Linked DNA regions of Hordeum vulgare: region 2 is linked to region 1. A link is a contact called in public Hi-C data. All regions are on one chromosome and are shown on one strand. Each heading gives the region's core, a stretch centred on a gene start, on an enhancer-like site or on the middle of the called end of the contact. The rest is flanking DNA. Distances are from core to core; before and after follow the strand shown. Region 1 holds the start of LOC123448790 (transcription factor MYB2-like). Region 2 has its middle 400 kb from the start of LOC123448791.

Region 1 (6,851 bases), core at 3,125-5,624:
TTCTGCCCTCTATGTAAGAAAACTCAGGAATCGTCGACGCTTCTTGTTTGCCACTACCGCTTCCTAGTGAGGTTTTGGTGTGGCATCGTGGCTTGGCTCACTCTCCATGATGTCAACCACCGTGATTGGAAGGCGGCCACAAGTGTCAAAGGTTGGTGGACGGGGATCGATGAAGCTAGATCTCACTCGAGGAAAGTCATGACTTCCATGTTTATGCTAGTGAAAAAGTCAAAACCACGGTCTCCTGCAACACCGCAACAATATCTGGCGCACTGGTGCTTCTGGTGTTACTGATGTACTAAACTCACCTTGCATATTTTAAATGTTCAAAAACATCTGAAATGTTTTTAGCACATTGACTACATTAATGTAGGTTGTCACAAAATTTCCAATCAAAATTCTAAACATAGCTCGGAAACAAAAATGGCAAATTCAATAATAAGTGGTACATTACATAAATTAAGCTTTAGATTTGACACATTATCAGATTGATGATAAAATTTTCATTTTTTGTATCTCAAAAAATGTTTCAAAGTTTGATATAAATTTTTATGACAACGTGCATTCATGTTGCGTCAATGTGCTAGATTTTTTTAAAATGTTTAAAAAATGTTCTACGGTATCCGGTGCATCGGTAGCATCATAAATGTGGTGCACCAAATACATTCCCACACCGCGGCCCACTTTTCGGACATTATGCGTAATATTAAAGTGGAAGTGAGCTTGTGGACGATCGCGAAGCTAAGCATTTGGACCGGGAGAGTGATGACTCTTGTATTGAACCCATTCTTGGGTTCGTTGTTTTGTACTTCTCCCCTTAATTAATGAAAATGATAAGTATTTCCCCTATTTTGAAATATAAGTTTTTTTAAGATTTTACTAAAAACTACTACCTCCGTCCCAAAATAAGTGACTCAAAACTGATTTAAATTTACACTAACTTTAATATAAAGGTGAGTCATTTTTAAGTCACTTATTTTAGAACGGAGGGATTACATACGAAGTAAAATGAATGAATTTACACATTAAAATACGTCTATATATATCCTTGTATAGTTCGCTCATAAAACCTTTAAAAAGACTAATATTTAGAAATGAAGGGAGTATTTTGCATGGTTTCAAAGAAAATACCCGGTGTTGTCCAACAAATCGGCGGAGGATGCACACTTCCCTGTCACCCATCAGTTCCGTCCTCGTCCCGTTGATGTAACGAACTAACGAACGAATGAGACCACGTTTCCATTGTCTATGGATACGGAGTTTCTCCGCCTTTTACCAATTCAACAAATCAAACGGTGCTCCCCCGCAGGACTAGGACACAGAAAAAAATACCGACGTCGCAGCTGACAGAAAAAAATCGTGGATGGAAACCGACGTTCGCTCGCGAGTGGTGCGCTCAGCTAGGTCGGCCCAGCCACGACAATCGCGCGCGAATACCTTTTCCCAGGCGATGCCTTTTCACAATCTCGTTTTTTTGCTTTTCAGAAAAGAACGGAAATGCAGTGTGAAAATACGGAAACCATCGTGGCTCCCCTCTCGAATACCCGTACGACGGCAGGCCCCGCCGCGCAGCCGCATCATGCAAGTGTGTGTTAGTGACTGTAACTGGAGTAACTCGTCATCTGATCATGCGCGTTTAGTGCTGGAATTTTAAAGCATATCTGCTGGGCATGCACTTGGATTCATGATTCATCAGATGAGCTTCGGCTTGCTGCTACGCTCTCTGTGATGAGAATTATGCCGTCTTTTGCCTTGTTTATAAAATAAATAAATTATGCCGAGTGTGAAGTGTGAACACGAGGGAAGAGTTGATACGAGGACAACAAGTGTAATGCATCGGGGATGCAGATCACATCTGGGAACTGTTGGCGCTGATGTAACAGCACCGCTCGTACTGAATTTTTCTGGTATAAACCATCCATGTCGGCATAAACAAATCTATCGACCCAGCGCGGTCGCCGTCATCCTAATGATGGCAAACTACTGCGACGGCAAAGAAAAATTTCTCGTCACTTGGAATTCAAGTGCGCGAGGATCACAATTAGCGGCGAGAAATGGGCGGAATGGTATGCTCCTACTGTAGTACTCGTACGTACGAATTTAACCATGACTTGACGTCGGAGCATTGCTTTTATTACCACTTCTAGAAAATAGTAGTACTACAATTCCTATCAACAGTTCACTTCATATGCTTCCTCCTTTTATACTGTACTAGTACTATGGAGTATAGTACATACTACCAGGGATATAGTAATAATTACTCGAAAAGAATGAGTAAAATTAAACGGAACATGGCATGATTAACGGCGGCACAGCTAACACTAGATCATCTGCTTCTGCTACATTTCTTTTTTATCTCTTTACCCTTGTAGTAATAATAATTAAATTAACACAGGAGAGAAGACGGCCCAGAACTGGAGCAGAAGGGGCCGGGAGGAACAGGCATCTTCCCTTGACGATCACGATCACGATCACGTGCAGGGTAAATTAGTCTTGTTTTAATCCTGCCTCCGTCCCAGGTCCTTCTTCTAATCCGTTTCTGTCCGCTGGATCTGCTGACATGCGTTCCCGGAGCCAGGCCCCGCGCGGCACCGTCGCATGCAGCTGTGGATTTCCATGCCACCGTATTGACTTTTCACACGAACTGCGGCTGCGTGTACCACAAGTCGTCCATGCTCCAGATGCTGTCGACGTCGAAGCTGCCCATGTCCAAGTCGGCGACGCCCAGCTCGGGGAACCCCAGGCTCGGCAGTGGCTCGGACGTCCACGCTCCAGCCAGCTGGGACTGCTGCTGCTGGATCAGCTGGTCCGTGTCGCACATGGCGGCGGCGGCGGCGGCGGCGCTGGAGGCGTCGCAGGCGGTGGTGAACCACTCGGCACCGTCAGCCGCTGCAGGCCAGCCGGGCTGGGCGCCGGCGCCAGAGTCCGTGGTGGACGGCGAGGAAGAGCCGGCGGTGCCGGTAGTAGTGCTGGACAGCTCCGCGACCGAGGAGGTGATGGGAGCGGCCAACTCCGCTGGCCAGCACGCGTCGACAGGGAGTTCCGGTGAGTCGTAGAGAGCGTCGTGGTGCTGCTGCCACGACAAGGGCGTGTGAGCGGCGGCGGCGTCGGAGGCGGCCTGGATGCGCTCGACGAGGCGGGGCATCCAGAGGTAGCGCATCACGTCCTTGAACTGCTGGCTGTTGACGTCGCACTTGAGCTGCTTGGCGTGCTTCTGCACGCGCGTGCGCCAGTAGTTCTTGATCTCGTTGTCGGTGCGGCCCGGGAGGTGCTGCGCGATCTTGGACCAGCGGTTGCCCCACCGCGAGTGCAGCTCGAGGATGAGCAGCTGCTCCTGCGGAGTGATGCTGCCGCGCCGGAGGTCGGGGCGGAGGTAGTTGAGCCACCTCAGCCGGCAGCTCTTGCCGGTGCGCTTCAGACCTGGCAGGAGGAAAGGAAGGCAAGATTAATCACATGGAACCAATGGATCGGAACATCACATCAGTCATCAGTGCTGTGCTACTAATAAATTCGCCAACTTGCTGCGGATGCGATGCGATGCGATGCGAGCATGTATGTGACAAGACGGATGATGTAATGGAGGAGAGATTAATTAGTAAATATCCCCATGGCTAGCTGGGAATAATGCGAACCACTAAAAATTCCTCCCTCTCTCTCTCTCACTCTCATTCACTATAGCTTCATGCTAGCTGGGTGGCTGCTAGACAAATCAGGCAGTAGGTTCGTAGCTATCTGTTTCCATATATTAGCATGGTGATGCAAAGCGACAGGTTTGTTGCTTCCCCCTCCGTCCTGAATACTACTGCTCGTAGTACGTAGTAATAATATCTAATTCTCCGAGCTCGCACGTCTCGCGCGCGGAAACAAAATGATGCAGGCAACCAATCAAAGCACTTGAAACTTGAAAGAGCAGCAGCATGCATGCGTGGATTATTGTGCTGCTATGCAATCGATTTATCCTAGTACCTGCTGATCGGGCGAGCGAGTTCCAGCGGCCCTCGCCGTGCGCGGCGATGTAGTTGACGAGCAGGATGTCCTCCTCCACCGTCCACGGCCCGCGGCGGAGGTCGCCGGCCATCACCTCCTCCTCGCTGCTCGAGTCCCTCTCGTGCGCCATATCCATGAGTTCTAATCGTCCGCCTCCCCGCCTCCTGCAGATGAAGCTAGCGACGCCAAGAAGATTTTGGTTTGGTTTGGTTTGCTTGAGAATTGAGATGGAGGCGGAGTGCTGCTGTGCGGAGAAGAGAAGACAAGAGAAGAGAAGAGTATGCGGTGCGTGTGATGGATTGGGCGGGAGAGGAATGGGCAGGCTTTATATAGACGGCCAAGGAAGGAAGGAAGCAGGAGGTGGGGGAGCTTGGGAAGAAGCATGTGGGGGAGCACGCCGCAAATACGGAGGTTAGTTTAGGCCTGCCTTATTCTATGCTTCAAAGCCAAAAGTTTAGGATACAGTCGTGCTTTATTAGGGATGAGGGCGTGGTGGGATATTTACCGGGCTAATTGCCCACGCAGCTAATCTCAATCGGCTCGCGTACACGGATTTGAAGTCCTGGGAGTTTGACTAATTGACTCGCCTACATTTGTGCTTGCTACGAGTAGTATCTCACTCGCACTCGCTGCCGCAGAGTTCCTCCCCACGATGGCCACGCGCTCCCGCTGTGGACCTCTTCCCTTCTCTTCCCTTCGCTTTTGGGTGACAGCCAGGGTGATCTCGTTTTTCAGAGACACGAGTGGACAGCTCTGCTTCCTGTGTGTAAAACTAGAAAGGGAATACTACTGCCGATTCCACCGCAGAAATTTCGCCTTTGTTTTCTCTGTTCTCCGACAAGAGGGTAAATATTGAAGGTTTGGGACCTAATTAAACTGTCTCTGTATCAATTGTGGAACAAAGGAACAAGCCCGCACGAACTCTCTCAAATTTGTACATAATAATCCCAAATTCCGGAAAACATGAAGAATTTTGACTCCAACATGGACCTCACGAATAGTACTGCCTTCATGTTTATATACAAGGCCATTTCGTTTTTCTGTCAAGCTTTGACTTGTAATTTTGGCCAACAAAATATGGATATAGTTCATAAAAAATAGATTATTGAAAAGTTCTTTCAAATGTGCATCTAATGGCATACTTTTTATGACATATGACTCACATTTTGTTAGTAAAATTAATGGTCAAAGCTAGACATAAAAACATGAAATGGCCTTGTATTAATAGATGGAGGGAGTACATCATATATTTTTTTGGGACTTTGATAACCCTCTACTAAACCAAACCATATATGTGCATGTGTGTTAAAATTGGGGGCTGAGACACTTATCTCAGAAGACAAGTGGCTAGGAGATAAATTTCTGATTGAAGTCTTTCCTATATTGTACTTTCTCTGTACCTAAATAATTATAATTACGAAAAACTAGTCTACAATTTAACTTTCACTAAGCTGGATACTGTACACTTTGTTATGAGCAATGGCTTAGATGTTCTGGAGTTTAGAAGAACATTGTATGATGAGACCGCTAAACAATGGAAGGACTTAAGAAGAATGGTCGATGAGAAAGACTTGATAGATTATTTGGATTGAGGGGACTGCCCCTTAAATGGTAGAAACAGCTTAGTTGTGAAAGAATTGTATCCTTGGTTGAAAGCAAAAGGCTGGTTGGCTAGAGATTAATTCAAAAACTCAAATTCCTAACAAAATTAAGGTTTTTCTTTGGTTAATGCAAAAGGATAGCATCCTGAACAAAGATATCCCGATGAGAAGAGGATGGGTGTAATTTCCGTGGTGCCTTGTCGTGATGTGGAAAATATGGGACTCACGTAACGCTTGGGTATTCCGGCATCTGATCCACTCGGTGAACGACATTGTAAAGAACATCATCTTCGACTTCACTCTCTGGATTTTTCGGTTTAAGGGCCTAATTAGAAGGAAGACCGCCATGTTATGTCACCTATACTTTTCCTCTAGTGTACCCATTGATGTAACTACGCTTGGTTTCACATCCCTTTGAATAATATATTCAGGTGGGGATCCCCTCCAGTTGATTGTTCAAAAACATGTGTAAGGTAAAATAAAGCATTGACCATTTGTTATTTGATTGTGCTTTGGCCAAATATAGTAAAAAGAACTAAAATTCCAAAGAAAAAAATTGAGGTAAACTTTCACAAATGCTTAGATTGCTTGCAAAAATTATCGTGAACGAAAATTTGTGGAAGTCGTGGCAAAAAACATGCTCCAAAAATGCTAATTTTGATAGCATTTTAGTTTGCTTATTTTGAATTATTTATTTTTGATCATGACTTTTACGGATGTCATTTCATGATGAAAATTTTCACGTATAAAAAACATCTGCCAAAGTTTGTCAAAAGAAACATTCAGATTGTTTTTTTGTTGTTGTTTGTTCCGAGCTCATTTGAGCTTGAGAGGAGCGAGGACGTTCTGTCTAGGAATGGTTGTGTATGTTGTGTAATTGACATAGAGATGTAGTACCATGTTCTATGAGAGGGCACTCCCTGCACCCATGGACATATGCACCCATTTTTGAACATGGTATATGTGCGGCACATACTCCCTCTGTCCCAAAATAACTGTCTCAACTTTATACTAGCTCTAGTATAAATTTGTACTAAGCTTAAGACACTTATTTTGGGACGGAGGGAGTACATGTTTACAAATGTATGTGTGCGGCATAAAATTTAGTGAAAAAATGTTTTTTTGTCTTTAAAAAAAATAGTGTTTCTAAATAGCATTTTATGACATTTTATTTTTTATGTTTTCTGCACAGGTCACAAAAAAAGTTATTGTTCGGTGAATTTTTATGCATGCACATAAAACATAGACATACATGTGCAACCT
Region 2 (6,851 bases), core at 2,717-5,216, 720 kb before region 1:
ACTGCACCGGTGGCAACTCACCATCTGCAATCTTATTCATCAGTGGTGACCGGTTGACAACATTGATATCATTCAAAGATCCAGGCATTCCAAAGAATGCATGCCAAATCCAAGTCTCCTGATCGGCCACCGCTTCAAGGAATATAGTGGAACCCTTTTTTGGCCGTGGAATTGCCCATGCCATGCCTTTGGACAATTCTTCCAACTCCAATGCATGCAATCTATTGAGCCAAGCATGCCAGGAAAGCCGCGAGCCTTGTTCATCGCCAATAGCCTTGCGACGTCTTCAGCAGTGGGAGATCTCAAATACTCCACGCCAAACACTTGCACAATTCCCAGTGCAAAGCGCTTGACACACATGATGGCTTGGCTCTCACCCATAGCCAAGTGATCATCAACTAGATCAGCCGGGATACCGTATGCCAACATACGCAATGCGGCTGTCACCTTCAGAAAGGTGTTATGCCCAAGCTCTCCGGCGGCATTCCTCCTTTGCTGGAAAAACCGGTCATGGCTCGCTAGTTTCTCTGCAATGCGCTTCAACAAGTCTGTGCTCATCCTAAACCGGCGATGAAAATACGACTCCGGGTATGTGGGATTCTCCACGAAATAGTTCTTCATCAATCTGTTATGGGCATCAATCCTATCTCTCCAAATTTTCTCCCGACCCATAACCAAACCAACGTGCTTCGGTTTTTTATTGATATGCATAGCTATGATCATTGCAAGATCCTCCTCCTCTTCCATATCGAATTCTTCTTCGGAAGAATCATACGACGAACTCATCTACAATGTTCAATACTATACTATAAAAACTACCATTCAAAACATGCACCAAATCATAAGTTTGGAGCAATACATACCTTGTAGGCGTTTTGTCGAACACCTTGCGGGCGCGGCGCGGCAGCGAGCTCTCGGGCGCTGTTCCTCGGACGTCGGAGGCGCGCGAGGGCCGACCGGACTAGGAGGGGGTTGGGCGGAAGCGCGGCGGCGCGGGGAGGCCCGGAAGTGCTTGAACGGTCGCCGGGGAGTGCGGGGGGAGCCCGCAGCGGAGACAGACCGGGGAAGCGCCTGAGTGGTCGCCGGCGGGCGCGGGCGGCGACGGCGGCGCGGGGATAGGCCTGGGAAGCGCTGAACGGTCGCGGGGGCGCGAGCGGCGGCGGCGGCACGACCGGATGAGGGAGGAGCGAGCGCGGGAGAGAGCAGGAGCGCGGGAGAGAGCAGGAGCGAGCGCGGGAGAGTCGCACGCGCGGGAGCCGGCGCAGCAAATAAGGGGCGCGGGATTGTGTTTCGGCCATCGCGTTGAACTGGAAATGGCGCGCGCGCCGTTTTTGCGCGCCCGCTGGAGCTGCCCACCGCGTTGCGCGCACGCTAAAACTGCTTTTTTTGCGGCGCGACGCTTGTATAGCGCGCTTGTTGGAGATGCTCTAACTAGCGGAAGACGACTGAGTCATGAGCATGAAAAACGAATGGATGGTTGTGCTTAGAGCATCTAACACGCGCCTAAAAATGCTCCGCGCGTTAAAAAATTCATTTTTGACGTCGGACAACTTTAACAAACGCTGTAAAACAGTGCGTGTGCTAAAAACTTTTGGGGGCGCGCTGAAAAGCGCTATCGCATGCATCATATTTGATGCGCCGGCTTGCGCGCGCAGCAAATTCTATGCTGCTACCGGTGGGGTCGTTGGATTGGGTTGGATTGAACGTCCCACTAGCGCGCGTGTGTTGAAGATACTCCGGTCCCCGCGTTTTAAAAATGCTACAGTGACGCGCTAAATTTTTTATTAGACACAATATTTTTATGCTGTTGTTGAAGATAGTCTTATGTACATCTATCGGCTTAGGCCCTGTTTGGAACCATCCAGATTATATAATCCAGTTTTTATAATCTATTCTGTCTCCAAACAGGACATCTTATGGTGTAGATTATAAAAACTAGATGGATAGATTATTAAAAACTCATAATCTACTCTATACCAGCTAAAATCAGATTATGGATTGCTAATGACCCATTACCCTTGTAAAGTTGGAGACAATTACATTCCTATCACCGCCACCCTTCTCTTTTAAAAAAACAAAGTGCAAAAAGGGCATTATGCAATGTAAAATCTGGATTACAGTTTATATAATCTGACTTCCAAACATGTTCAACTAGATTATTTTTATAAACCAGATTATATAATCTATCTTCATAATCCAGATTATTATAATCTATTATGGTTCCAAACAGGGTCTTACTGAACGGATGCTTTTTCGCTGGATGCATCCGGATGACGCTTAGCAGCCTCCTATAAAATAGCTCCTTGAGGGCCTGATTGAATTATCGTGTTTCCTGTAAATACATCTGTAAAAATTACAGACCTCAGCTCATCGTTTTGATTCCGGACAGATTTTGTTTAGCAGCCGGTAAGATACAAGTGTAAAGTAAACATCCGTGTATTTAATTACAACCATTCCAAGGGTGGTCTGACTAATCATTTTTAACGTTTGCGCGTGTGATGCGAGGATGCCCGTGGATTTTTTTATTCGACGCATTTTGCCTTAAATTGGCAGAGTTGCAGAGGCGAGCAAGGCGAAGCCCTCGGCTGAGCGAGAACCCTTTTTTCGCGGCCAGAGTAGGTATTGTGATTGGTTTTCTACCGGTTCTGGAATTCTTCTGAAAGGTTTCTTAAACCGGGTTTTGTCCTGTAGTTTTTTATTGTTAGTTTTCTTTCATATTTTTCTTTTTCGTTTTCTTCTTTTCTGTTTCTTTTAATTTTTAGTTTTTCTGTTTCTTATTTCTTTTCTGTCCATTAATTTTTTTCCTTTTTACAAAATTCGCAAACAGAAAAATCACAATTTTGTTTTGCAAAATTTAAAATATGTTTGGCTTTTCAAAATATGTTTTCTTTAAAAAAAACAAATGCTATTTTTTTAAATGTCTGTGTTATAAACAATCTTCACAATTTTAAAAATATATTTGTTCTAAATATGGTCGTAATTTTTCTTTAAATCGCATTTTCATAAAATGTTCCCAGATTTGAAAAGATGTTCAGGTTTTCAGAAAATGTGGTAAATTTCATAAGATGCCCAATTTTTTAGGAAAATGTTCGAAAATTAAACAAATATGAGTGCTTTCAGAAGAATGTTCGCAGTTTTAAAGAAATGTCCGAATAATAAAAAAATGTTTGAAAAAAATGTTTATATTTTTCAGAATTTTTTGTATATTTAGGAATATGTTCTCATTTTCAGAAAAATGTCCAATTTTTTCAAAAAAATATTTAGAAAAATTGTGTTCTCATTTATGAGTTATTTTTACAATTTTGAACTGATTGTTCCAAATTCAAAAATATTATCATGAATTTAAAAAATGATCTTGGATTTCGGGAATTATCACCAAATTAAAAAATGTTCCCGAATTCCCAATTTTTTCACTTTTTACAAAAAGGTATTCAATTTCGAAAATATTCATAAATTTAAAAATGTTATAAATTTCGAAAAATTGTTCATGTATTTACAAATATTTTCAAATTTTAAGAAATGATCACTAATTTGGAAAATGTTGTGAATAGAAAAATTGTTCCATGATTTGAAAAATGATCTGGGATTTCAAAGCATATTAATGAACTTGAAAAATATATTTTGATACATCAAAAAATATTCACGAATTTGAAAATCTGGTGCATTTTTATTTTTTATGATTTTCTGAAATAAGAAAATAGTGAAAAAAAAAAAATGGTCTAGAGTGGTTCTAGAATTTTCCGAAAACCCGAATAGGGAGTGGCCCGAACATCCCTGCTTGGGTTGGCACATATCCATGCATGGCGATCGCTGATGCGACTGTTCGATCGATAAACATCGACCTACACGCTGAAGAGGAATGGCGATCCCTGCTCTTTGTCCTATTGATGACTAACTAGCACCCCTATAAAAAAGTGTAACTGGGCTGTCATTTTCGCCTTTGATGGGCCACATTTCTGAACGAATGACCAAGATGCAGGAACAACGATAATCCAACTACGATTTCTTTTCATTGGAACAACAGACTGGACTGGAATATCCTATTTAACGCATACTGTGTTAAATTGTCGACCTTTCGCAGAGGCTGCCGATCAAGCGTTAAGTTAGGCCGGCTAGTTCACCTGTTGCAGCGATTCCGATTTTAGGAACCTTCCGAAGATTTCCCGCTGGTTTTTATTGCTTTTGGGACATTCTAGACTTTCCCAGCCAGTTTTTTCCGGTTTTGGGAACTTTATAGAAGATTCTCTGAACCGCTATTTCTTTTTTTCCATTTTCGTTCTTCTTTATTCTTTTTTGTTTCCTTTTTTCTATTTCTGTTTCAAAAATGTAATGGGTTTTCAAAAAATGTTTTAGAATTTTAAAAAATATTCCGAAATTTGAAAAACAATTCCAGTATTTGAAAAATGTTCCAGAAATTGAAAAAATGTTCCGGATTTTTTTCCCGGAATTTGATAAATGTTTCGGAATTTGTAAAATGTTTCGGAATTTGAAAACATGTTCCAGAATTTTAAAAATTGTTCCATATTTTTGCAAAAATGTTTTGGAATTTGGAAACATGTTTTGGAATTTGAAAAAATGTTTTGGAATTTTTATAAATATGTTTCGTATTTTTTTAAGAAATGTTCCGAATTTGAAAAAATGTTCCCGAATTTGAAAAATATTCTGGAATTTGAAAAAATGTTCCGGAATTGGAAATAAAAATGTTCACACAGCAGTCCGTTTTTGGAAACAAAAAATGTTTTTGTCTGCATGTTTGATGCTCCTATGAAAACAGATATGCCTGCTAGCTTAGGTGGTTGTAATGCATAGTGTATTACGGTTGATCATCTGTTCGAATCCCCTAGGCCGCAAGTTTTTTGATTTTACAGTGCATGTTGTGTGTCATTCTCTATTTTCATGGACTGGCCGAGTCGAAGACGTGCTTGTGTGAAACCGCGTCAACTTGACGCAGAGTGCGTCAGATAGGAGGTCCCAACTGAACTACCCAATACATACTCCCGAACAGAAAACACAGTCTGAAAGCTAGTATTAGATGAGAGAAGTTACACGCCGGTCAACAATAGTGGCATGACCTCTAGCAGTATGAAGAAAACACTGTCTTCTCTTCTCAAATGGATGACCTAAACTGTGCCATCTTTCTTTTTAAGGAAAGACAGCAACACTATTTTCATTTCTTTAAGAAGTAAAGAATACAAAATAAATATGACAAATAGTTAGAACAAACAACCATAGATGAAAGAGGAAAAATGTGTCCAGATGACAATATGACAGCCGCTAGAAAGAAGGAAATGGATGGCCCATCCATTTCCTCGCCGACTAGACATGTTCATTGTCCCTTTTTTTTAAATCCAGAGTGAAATTTCTTGACATGCGTTATAGCATCTCGAGCTGCATCCCCAACAGGCCCCGAGGGCGCGTTTCTTACCGCCGGCGTTGAAAAATCGGCACAGGTGCGCCCTAGGACGCCGATTTTCGCCGGTTAGACCCGTTTTTAGGCCCGACGATCCCAGGTCGAACCTAGCGCGATGGGGGCGCTTGGGGGCTCCGGCGGAAGGGAAAACGACACATGGGCCGCCACTATTAGGCGAAAAACCAGGTTTCCACCTCCAGATCCGCCCCTTGCGCACTACACCTTTCGCCGCCGTGTCGACCCCAGCGTCGCCCGCCTACCTACCGCCGCTACAAAGTCCATCTCCCCATCGACAAAGGAAGGGTTTGCCGTGGCTTCGCCCCTACTTCTTGGCAAGTTTTTCCGGCGCTCCGGCCACACACGTGGTGCGCGTCTGCCACACCCGCCAGGTGTTCGGCGATTTGCCTTGGCGGTGATGGACTCCGACGACGAGGAGGCGTTCGTAGTGCTAATGGAGGAGGAAGCCGATGCCAACGCCCAGGATGAAGAGCACCTCATGGTCATCACCGCTCTGGCCGACCTGTTCGCGTGCAATGCAAAGCCGCGGCGAGGTGGCTCGACATCGGGCCGGCTGAAGGCAAAGCAGAGGCATTAACTGGAAGGCTATTGCTTTCTCTACACTGGCTACTTCGCCGATGCTCCTCTGCACGGCGACAACGAATTTCACCGCCGTTATCGGATGAGCTGGAAGCTCTTCCTTGAGATTGTGAATTCCATCACGGAGTTCGACAGCTACTTCAAGTGCAAAAAGGATTGCACCAGCACACTTGGATTCACCTCACACCAGAAGTGCACGACCGCTATGAGGATGCTTGCATACGGAGCTCCCGGTGATATTCTGGAAGATTGTGGATGCATGGCCGAGTCCACCACCATTGAGTGTTTGTACAAGGTCTGCAGGGTAGTTGTGGCAGCGTTTGGACATCAATACTTGCGATCACCCAATGGTGAAGGCTCTGCTTGAATCCTAGCACAGAATGCAGCAAGAGGATTTCCTGGGATGCTTGGAAGTATTGACTCCATGCATTGGAAATGGAAAAACTGTCCATTTGCTTCACAGGGGATGTACAAAGGCGCCAAAGGAGGTTACAGTGTGGTACTTGAGGGAGTGGCCACGCATGACCTTTGGATTTGGCACTCCTTTTTTATGCCAGGAACTCACAATGACATCAACGTACTGAAGTGCTCGAATGTCTTTGCCAAGCTTGTTGAAGGTCATGCTCCTCCGGTTAACTACGAGGTCAATAGGCACCACTACAACAAGGGATACAACCTAGCAGATGGCATATCCGAGTGTTGAAAATATGCCCTAGAGGCAATAATAAATTAGTTATTATTATATTTTCTTGTTCATGATAATCGTTTATTATCCATGCTAGAATTGTATTGATTGGAAACTCAAATACATGTGTGGATACATAGACAAACAAAATGTCCCTAG

Evidence for each region. A called contact is a pair of places that touch in the nucleus more often than the background predicts.
Region 2: a contact with region 1 is called in a Hi-C map of leaf, with 2.7 times the contacts expected there. The contact joins the enhancer-like site here to the promoter of LOC123448790 in region 1. A contact is called at or near these places in 2 of 6 Hi-C or Micro-C datasets (leaf and seedling).

The regions. Positions count from the first base shown.
Region 1 is chr4H:417,664,188-417,671,038 of MorexV3_pseudomolecules_assembly, reverse strand. LOC123448790 (transcription factor MYB2-like) reads right to left here and starts at 4,374. Exons shown (of 2, transcript XM_045125798.1): 1 at 3,967-4,374; 2 at 2,100-3,420. The coding sequence starts at 4,123. The coding sequence ends at 2,636.
Region 2 is chr4H:418,378,931-418,385,781 of MorexV3_pseudomolecules_assembly, reverse strand. No RefSeq gene overlaps it. Among protein-coding and RNA genes, the nearest start is that of LOC123448791, 400 kb to the right of the region's middle. Within about 2 kb of position 3,966, at least 1 of the 3 cell types and tissues checked has open chromatin away from gene starts, as enhancers often do. A contact at or near this core is called in leaf, where this site is marked.